Regions from separate parts of the Mus musculus genome. Here region 1 is linked to region 2. Evidence: chromatin contacts called from public Hi-C data. All regions are on one chromosome and are shown on one strand. Each heading gives the region's core, a stretch centred on a gene start, on an enhancer-like site or on the middle of the called end of the contact. The rest is flanking DNA. Distances are from core to core; before and after follow the strand shown. Region 1 has its middle 53 kb from the start of A530021J07Rik. Region 2 has its middle 20 kb from the start of Gm36817.

Region 1 (4,316 bases), core at 419-2,918, 190 kb before region 2:
CAGTGGAGCGCAGCTTGCCAGCATTTCTCCTTCCCTGGCGAGATTCAGGATCCCTAACAGTGGGTTTCTGATGCCTTGGAGGTGCCAATCTGTTTCCTGGATCTGCATGGACAACCTCAGTCCTCTCCTTGGTGAATTCTCTGATGTCTGGGCCGAGACTTTGCCCTTTTCATGACCATGGGAATAAGTTATCAACAGAGAAACAAGGAGCACCATCCTCCCAGTGAGGGACTATGGGTGCTCACTCTAGGGCTCCCTGGCCCTCCCGGTCTTTTGAGGCCAATAATTTTTCTTCCCACCCCATTTCAATCTCCTGATAGAAGACATTCTTTGTCATGGATAACTAGATGAACACAGAGCTCAAATGAACCACTAGCTGGGGGCTTTACAAGAGCATCCTTGGATGAAGCAGCCTTTGCAAGGCTTTCCAAGAGGGACTCACTTAGAGTGGCTTGTAAGGCATACATGCAAAACTAGGAGAGAGGCTGAATTTCACTTCTAAAAGGTCCCTCTTTTCCTGTTTCCTCCTTTAAACTATAAAGAGCTAGCCAGACAGATTTCCTTTGTCAAAGGAAGGCAGGCATTGTCTAGTCACAGAACTGCACCTAGATCTCTATTCACTCGGTAAACAGTCAGACTGATTTTTTGGGCATTTGGGATAAGAACTCAGTGTGAGTGTGGTATTATCTATATTGAAAAGAAACACTCTCCACTCCTTTGTATTTGTGTGACTGTCCAATTAAAAAGCACCCTCCAAGGCCAGGCAGATCATAACGAGCAGATGCAAGTGTTCAAATCCACATAACCCATGGAACTTGGGCACTGGCTCCTCAAATAACTGTGTGGTTTGGAACCATTTTGTTTTTCCAGTGTTGAACAATAAGCTGATTAATTCCCATTTTTCAAAGTCAGTTTCAAGCAGTAGTTTTTTTCTTCTTCTTCTTCTCCTCCTTTTTAACATCTACAGAAAACCTGGAAGGGAATACAAATTTCTTCCTGGAAAACACATCTCCCTTCCTGCCCTCCCTGCACCCTCTGATAAATAACATGAGCATGCAGTGATTTGCCAACAGCAGCTCCAGGCATGAAGCACAACATCTGCTAGCGAGACGCTGGAGAGACAGTGGAAGGCATGCTGGCTGCCTGCCCACCTTCAGACTCCAGATTTTTGCTGACAAGGCTGTCAATAAATGGGCAGATGGCATGGACTCTGCTGGCGGGAGAGTTCAGTTAACCTGACTCCAGACATTATCTCCAGTTCATGGTGCACTGGGCTGAGCCCTTCACTCGACCATTAAAGCTGTTCCTTGATGGAGCACAGAGAGCAAGACATAAGACTGGGAAGGAGGAGGCAAGCGCTCGCTTCCTTTAATTACATTAACTGAGTCTCTCCTGCAGTTGGCAGGCAGAGTGAGTGAGATTATTTAGCCCCTGTGACCACGGAAGTGGAGCGGGAGCATCCACACTGTATTTCATGCTGTTTAAACATGGGCATCCCATCCTCGGGAGCAGAGTACCTCCCTGGGGATAGAGTTTGGCATAAAATAAACACCCAGTAGGATGGATCTGGGGTCCTCCCTTGCAAGCAGGCAAGCTCTTGCATTGTCTTACAAGGACTGTCTGCAAACAAGCTGCAGCCAGTGTTCTTTACCCAGAAACAGCTCTGCTAACTGCAGAAACGTCCTCTAGTGGCGACTTGGGTAAAACACCCTCTGCCATCTGAGCATGCTTCAAACTTGTGGCAAGGGCAGTTTAATCTAAACTCATCAGACTAAGGAGCTGAGCACTGTGCTCTGAAGTCAGTTATTTAAGCAATCGGCCCTTTTTTCCATCTCTGCAGAAATCAGCTGCTGGAAGTAATACATGCATCAATGCTACACACCCGCATGGTATTGCAGAATTACAAAGTGACTTTGCATACTTTAACAGTGGTTTTTGACTGGGAGTGACTTTGCCCCCCCCCACCCCCCAACCCTATCCCTGGCCGGGGACAATGCCTGGAAACATACTAATGTCTCTAGGACAGAGAGCAGCAATGCTGCGGAGTGTCTCCACTGCACAGGCTTCACATTCACCCACAACAAAGAGCTCTTCCGACCAGAGTGTCAGCAGTGCCAGGGTTGAGAATCCTGCATCAGGACAAAGGAAATGAGTGAACATTTCTCACATCCCTTGAAAAGAAGAGCAAAGAAGGAGCAGCTGGTGGGCATGCAGAGGGGAAGCTGGGGATTTGCTCTTCGTGTCCCAGGTAGACTCACAACAGTGTCATTATTCCAAATGCTATTCACTAGTCAGGAAACAAGCAGCTCCCCAAGTTCTTACAGCTGTACTTCCATCAGATCTGAACAATGAAACATCGCATCCACGAAAGCCATTTTAGTCTAATTCATGTTTATTAAATGAGAATACCCACCTGGCGCCAAACTGGGACTGCAGAGGCTTCAGTGGAAGAGTGTTTTAAAACTGGTGCCTGGGTATTGTGGCTCATGCCTGTAATCCCGGCACTCAGAAGGCTAAGGCAAGAGAAGTGCCATGAGTTCCAGGTCAGTCTGGAGTACAGAATGATACTCTCTCACACAAGAAACACACACACACAGACATGCACACACACACTTATGCACAGGTACATGTTCACATATGCACAGGCACACATGCACGTGCACACACACATGTGAATGAAATCAAAAGATTAAATAAACCTAGCAATTAAAGTCTGGGACAGAAATCAGACTGGAGGGGTTGAGGGGGAATTAAGCTGAGCACAGAATATATGAGGGTAGGGGCTTAGGATTTAACAGATATGATCACATTTTCATTTGTCGTCTGTGGTTTGAGCAGCTTTGCATGTAACCACTAGTCTTAAAGGTATAGCACTCCTTTAAAGATATCGGTGAAGCTAAACACTGGCCTCTTTCTTGTTAGTTTTGTAGAACTGTGTATCCCTGCCCCCTGCCCCAAGAAATCATATGTTAAAGTGTAAGGCTGAATGCTGCCATCAGGATCAATGAGATATCCCAGTTTACACCTAATCATACTGAGTAGGTTGAGCCTCCAACCCCATGAGGCTGCTGTTTTTATCTAGAGAAGAAACTTAAACCCAGATTTCCACCCAAACAGATGTCAAGGCAAAGGTCAGAGTTTTGCCAACAAGGTCTTTGAATCCAGGAGACATGCACAAAGCAGATTACTTCTTGCACCCCTCTGAAGGCATCTACTTCCAGAACCGAGAGCCTAAATTCTGTCGAGGAAGTCATCTGGGATTTGTTTTGGGCTGTGATGACAGAGTTCTAGTTAACCAGTAAAGATGAGGTGAACACTAGAACAAGGCAGGGGCAGACAAATGATCCTTACTAGAGTTTTCTTTCCCAACTGATGCCTGCAAACTACTACTTCTTCAGAGCAGGCAACTCAGAGGATCCACCTTGGGCTCAAAGGCCGGCATCCCTCCATCTAACAGGAAGCAGGAGCGAGGTAAGTGATTAATTAATTAAGAACATACATTTCATTATGCCCCTGAGCCCACCTTTCAGGAATTCCTGATGTATAGCTGGGAGACACTCTCCTTTCTAAACCAGCATGAGAGGTGGGTAATGAGGGTGATACTTCTACTATTTTGGGGAAACCTGGTATTTCCAAGACTATCGCACAAATAGGGGGATCTACAGCCATAGTCACACATCTATGCATACTAGCAGTATCCTGGACTTTTAAAACAAGTCAACTAAATAATATATAGGGACCCATTCCAGGACAAAATCTGGGAGGGGTCTCAGGCTGAGACACATACAGGAGTGAGACCCAAGGCCAGAAGGAACATCTTACTGCAGGGACAAATCTACCTGAGATGGGAGACCAAGTTTTGGGATCCCTGTGAGAAACCATAGTTATGCTATGCAGACCTTAAACCTAGCATGCAAGGCAGTCAGATTTCCATTGCAGGAAACAATTACACTAACAGATAATCCTCTCCCGCTAAGCAGTGAGTGTTATTATTATAATGCATGTTTTACAATGCAAGAAAAATCAGCCTTACATTAGATTTACTGGATATTAGGAGTCAGCCAAGAAGTGGTAGGTTTTAGGGCATTCAATACTTTTCTGTTTGCTGTGACTAAATATGTAGCCGGAAGCAACATTAGGGAAAAGAGGCTTGTTTTATCTCATCGCTTGTGAGTATAGTTCACAGGGTAGGAAGTGCTGGCTACAGGAACGTGAGGAGACTGGCCATGTTTTTTTTTTCTGCAACCAGGAAGCACAGAATAGACGGAAAATAGGATGGGGCTATAAAACCAAAAGACCCACCCTGACAGTGACAT
Region 2 (4,798 bases), core at 2,024-4,523:
ATCTTGGCACTCAGAATTCACTGGGGTAAGTCTCAAGAGCCACATGGGCACCAAGATCCATGAATCATAGCGAAGGGATTGTGTTTGAGTAGATATCACAGGTACCTCCCAGATATCTTAAATCATTTTCAGATTCTTTACAATTTCCTGTAATACAGCATTTGTGTTATATAAATGATTCTTCTACAACATTGCTTGGGAAGTAATGAGAAAAAAAAGTCTATACCTGCTCAAAATTGATAGAACTTTTCATTTTCTTTTCTGTTCTTTTTTCTTTTCTTTATTCCTTCCTTTATTTTCCTCCCTTTCTTTTCTTTCCTGCCTTCCTTCCTTTCTTTTTTCATTCTTTCCTTCTTCCTTTCTTTTTTTCTCTCCTTCTTCCTTTAGCTCTTTCTTTTTTTCCCTCCCCCCTGAGACTGTGTCTCAAGTAGCACTGTCTGGCCTTGATTTCATGGTTTAGCTGAGGATAGCCTCCTAAGTGCTGAGATTGCAAGCCTATCCCTCCAAACATGGTTTACATGGTGCTCAGAATCAAACACAGGGTCTCATGCATGGTAGGCAAGAATTCTAACATCTGAGATACAGTGAGATACTCACCCTGCAATATATTTGCATGTGCATGTGTATGTATGCATGAGTGTGCACACATGTGTGGGCTCACAGGAACATGTATGTACATGTATATGTAGTAATATTGATATCAGGTGTCTTCCTTAATCAACTTATATATTGAAAAGGGGAAACGTGTGAAGAAATGAATCTAGAGGTTTTGTAAGAGACAGGAGATGGGTTGGATCATGGATCATCTCAAAGGCTACACTGTAGAACTTCATGTTGACTTCAAGGGAAGTGGACAGCTGCAGGTTATGTATGAATTGATGCTTTGGGATGGGATTTGCATTTGACACAGTACTCTGACAACAGGGAGGAGAGTAACTGAGAGTTCATCTGGGGTATACTGGGTAGGCTACCTACAAGCCTTTATAAAGATCCTTTACTGGTGATAAACAGTATTGTCATGGAGAGGGAGAGTGGTGTAGGAACTACTGAGATGATCAGGAAGAGAAGCTGATCCTGCCCTACTGTGGGGATAGAAATGAAAAGAGAGGCAGGAGGAACAATGGCTAGGTTCTTGGTTGTGCAATTGGATGATTTGTAGATGCATAAAGTACGACAGAAAACCATGATGAAAAAATATGCTTAGAAGAGAAGTCAGAAGTCCACTCTGGGCCTGGTAAGATGGCTTAGTGGCTAAAGACACTTGCTGTCCAACAATCTAAGCCTGACAACCTGAGTTCAATTCCCTTGACTCACTTAAAGGTGGGAGGAGAGAACTGATTGCACATTCTCTGACCTCCACATATTCACCATGACACTCATGCCTAATTAATAATAATAATAATAATAATAATAATTTCAAGAAATTCCGCTTAAGGAGTGTTAGGCTCAGGGTTTTCCAAGGACACACTCACTGCTGGCATTATGGTTTCTGATTGACAAAATGGCAAGAATACAAGATGACAATATGAGAGTCCCAGAGATAAATTAACTCTCTGACTCCAGGTTCATTCTTCACTTTGAACATGAGATGCCTACACTACAAGAGATATGCAGCTGCTCTGAGATGCCGTGGTACCTGTGGGCATCTTTCATCTGACACTGAGTACATTCATATGGAGTCAGGGCCTGAGAACTTGACCACTGGGTTCCAGGTCTATCACAGTAATCCAGGATATCACAGTAATCATGACAATGACATTATAAGTAATCATTATTTTTCACACCTGTTTATCACTGTAAATCTATTCTAATAAACTTGTGTTATCTTTCTAGGCTATCAAAATATCGATAGAGGTATTTTTGATAAATAAGTTTACAAAAAAGAGAAATAAATGGCTTGTTTCTCTTTTATTGCTTTACCAGTTGTGCTATTTGGCAAATAATAATGTTTGGGAGAGAATATAAGAGTGAAGGAATGAGTGTCAAGATGGAGGAGGGTCTGGGTGGTCATCCGAATGTGAGGAAGGGAATGAGGGCAAAGAAAGAGAGCATTTTTAAAACTATTGACAATCTATAGGTAATCTCTCACCTCAAAGTAAAAAGTAGTATGTGTGTGTGTCTGTCTGTCTGTATGTATGTATGTATGTATGTCTGTGTGTACGTCTGTGTGTATGTCTGTCAGTGTGTCCCTGTCTATTTGTGTACGTATCTGTGTGTATGTCTATGTGTAAGTATGTCTGTGTGTCTGTGAGTGTCTGTGTTTATGTGCCTCTGTGTGTGGGGTGTGTGGGCATGGGTGTAGTTGCATGTGTAGGCTTACATACGGAAATCGGATGTTAACCTTGGGTTTTGTTCTCTTTGGCTTTTGAGTCAGGAGTTTCTCACTGACCAGGAAGGAGTTCAACAAGTACGTCAAGATGTCTGGCTACTGAGCCTCCTGAATCTGCCCGTCTCCACCTCCAGGGCCAGGATTGTAAGCACATGCCATCACATCCAGTGTTCCCATTTTTGTATGCACTCTGGGAACTTCATTTGGGTCCTCATATTTGTATGACAATCACTTCAGTGATTGGACTATCTCAACAGCTGGGGGCACTGGGCTTTGTTTTATGGTTTTTACTTCATCATTATTTTATTTTGTATATGTGGGTGTTTGGCCTGCATTAGTATCTGTGCAGCACATGTGTTCAGTGCCCTGGGAGTCCAGATTGAGGCAGGTGTCAGATACCTTAGAAGTGGAGTTGCAGATGGTTCTGAACCACCATATGGGTTCTGAGAGTTAAACCCAGGTCCTCTGTAGAAGCATCTAGTGATCTTAACAGCTGAGCCATCCCTCCAGCCCTAACTGCCATCTTGTAACAAAGTTGTATTGAAGACAGCTTCTGCGATCACCCAGTGCAGTGTCCACTTCATACTAATAGAAGCTTAAATTTACCAAGAGAAATTGAAAAATAAATGAAGCTTTCCCTGTCCCCTGCCATTTCTCCCTCATATCTTCTCTTGCTTGTACCTTCGTATGCAGATGCTCACACAACATTCATTGCAGAGTGATTCCCTGGCTCCCTTGACCTGTGGGATTTGGGCAGAAATACTTTGCCAATTGCTCAGATGCAGCCGGGTCCTGGCTCTGCTAGGATCCATGCTCCATCCATGTGGAGATTTGTGTCTTTCTCAACCTTTCCTGTCAGCAACAGAGCCTCCCAGTGCCCTCCTTAGCTGCATCTCCAAGTAGAGTGTGAAGGAGAAGATCTGACACCTGCTTCCTGCCAGAGTCTGCTGCGTCGTTCTCATCCCCTGCAACCTAAAATTAGATGACATCTCCAGGAAGATGTTCATCCCAAGAAAAGCAGTCTACTTAGCAACACGGGCCCAGCTCTGCAGCAGCTACTCTTGGGAAGAAGGGACTGAGGAAGGTTGCCTTGGGAAATAGACTGACATCCATCCCTAAAGGGGATTTGAGGCCCTTTGCTCCATGCAGTCCCCCACCCCCACCCTATCCACAGCTCCACACAGAGCCTATGAGCTTCTAACTCCAGGTTACACCTCTGTGTTCACATCAGTATGAAATGTTACATACCTGGGGCCAGGTAGTACCTCTCCTCTAATTAGACATAGACATTGATTATAACTCCATCCGAAATATCCCTTCTCTGACCCACATAAACGATACATATAGGTGTGTTTGTGAATATGCACTTTCAGATATAGCTATACATATATATATAGAAATACAGTTGAACAGACTGAAGAAACTAGCGGAGTTAGTCTCATTTGCTTGATATTTTTGGTTTTTTTGGTTTTTGTGGGGTTTTTGTTTTGTTTTGTTTTGTTTTCTGGGGGGTTGTTGTTGTTATTGTTGTTTTCTAATCAAAATGCATTTTTGAAAGCTGCATTCAGTTCCTATTAAGGGATGCTTTCATACCTTTTATAGTGGAACAACTATATTTAACATCACCATTCACTCTAACTAGTAATTGGATTTTATAAGGTATGAGGCTTTTAAAGCTACCCTGAGTCTCACAATCTTCTCTCTGCTGTTAATGAGCCATGTTGACTGAGCGTGAGGCACACACACACTGGCTGAGGCTCCCCAGGCACCTGGGCTCTCCCGTTGCAGCTCTGCTGGTGGCAGCCAAGGCCTGCACAGGGCCTTGGTTAATTTTCATAGCCAAGGGAGGAAGGAAGCGATTCCTTTTTCGAAAAAAAAAAAATACATAAGTGATCTGAGGGAATTTGCACATTGGCTTTTTAAAGAATTCAAATTTGGGTTTTAAATATAATGACTGCAGAGGAGAGAGAGGAAGCCACACGTCCAAAAACACACTATTCTGCTGGAAGCTACTTCAGCTTTTAGAGAAGGGGGCTTTTGCAATATTCATTGAAATTATTCATGACGCCGTCCATCTCATCCTGTTTCTGTGGCTACAAATAAGAATTTATCCAATGTCAAAGGCCTTTCAAAGAAGCTAGAATGACACCCTAATTGTGTTGGGGATAAAAAGGTAAAAGCAAACAACAAAAGCCCCCCGAGAATCCTACTGTGAGCTGTGAGAGCTCGCTCATCCACAGGCTGGCAGGTCACTAACGCCCTCCCAGTTGCCTTTCACAGGGGATCCAAGAGTTAATGCAAAATGCATCAGAATACATCTTCTGGATTCTGGGAAGACAGTGGGAAGAAAGAGCCAGGAACCTGCCTTTCCTCCCTGAGAACAGGCTCACTGGCAGAGCCTGTCTGCTGTGACCACAGAAAACTGGAGTCTGTCAAGACTGCGCATCTTCCAGAGGAAGGCACACCCAG

Evidence for each region. A called contact is a pair of places that touch in the nucleus more often than the background predicts.
Region 1: a contact with region 2 is called in a Hi-C map of cerebral cortex, with 1.8 times the contacts expected there. The contact joins two enhancer-like sites. A contact is called at or near these places in 4 of 484 Hi-C or Micro-C datasets (cerebral cortex, cortical neurons, embryonic stem cells and 1 more) and 2 of 115 datasets of contacts at active chromatin or transcription factors (both in embryonic stem cells).

Annotation. Positions count from the first base shown.
Region 1 is chr7:83,199,218-83,203,533 of GRCm38.p6, reverse strand. No RefSeq gene overlaps it. Among named protein-coding and RNA genes, the nearest start is that of A530021J07Rik, 53 kb to the right of the region's middle. Within about 2 kb of position 1,668, at least 71 of the 459 cell types and tissues checked have an H3K27ac peak or open chromatin away from gene starts, as enhancers often do. A contact at or near this core is called in cerebral cortex and cortical neurons, where this site is marked.
Region 2 is chr7:83,015,251-83,020,048 of GRCm38.p6, reverse strand. No RefSeq gene overlaps it. Among named protein-coding and RNA genes, the nearest start is that of Gm36817, 20 kb to the left of the region's middle. Within about 2 kb of position 3,273, at least 20 of the 459 cell types and tissues checked have an H3K27ac peak or open chromatin away from gene starts, as enhancers often do. A contact at or near this core is called in cerebral cortex and cortical neurons, where this site is marked.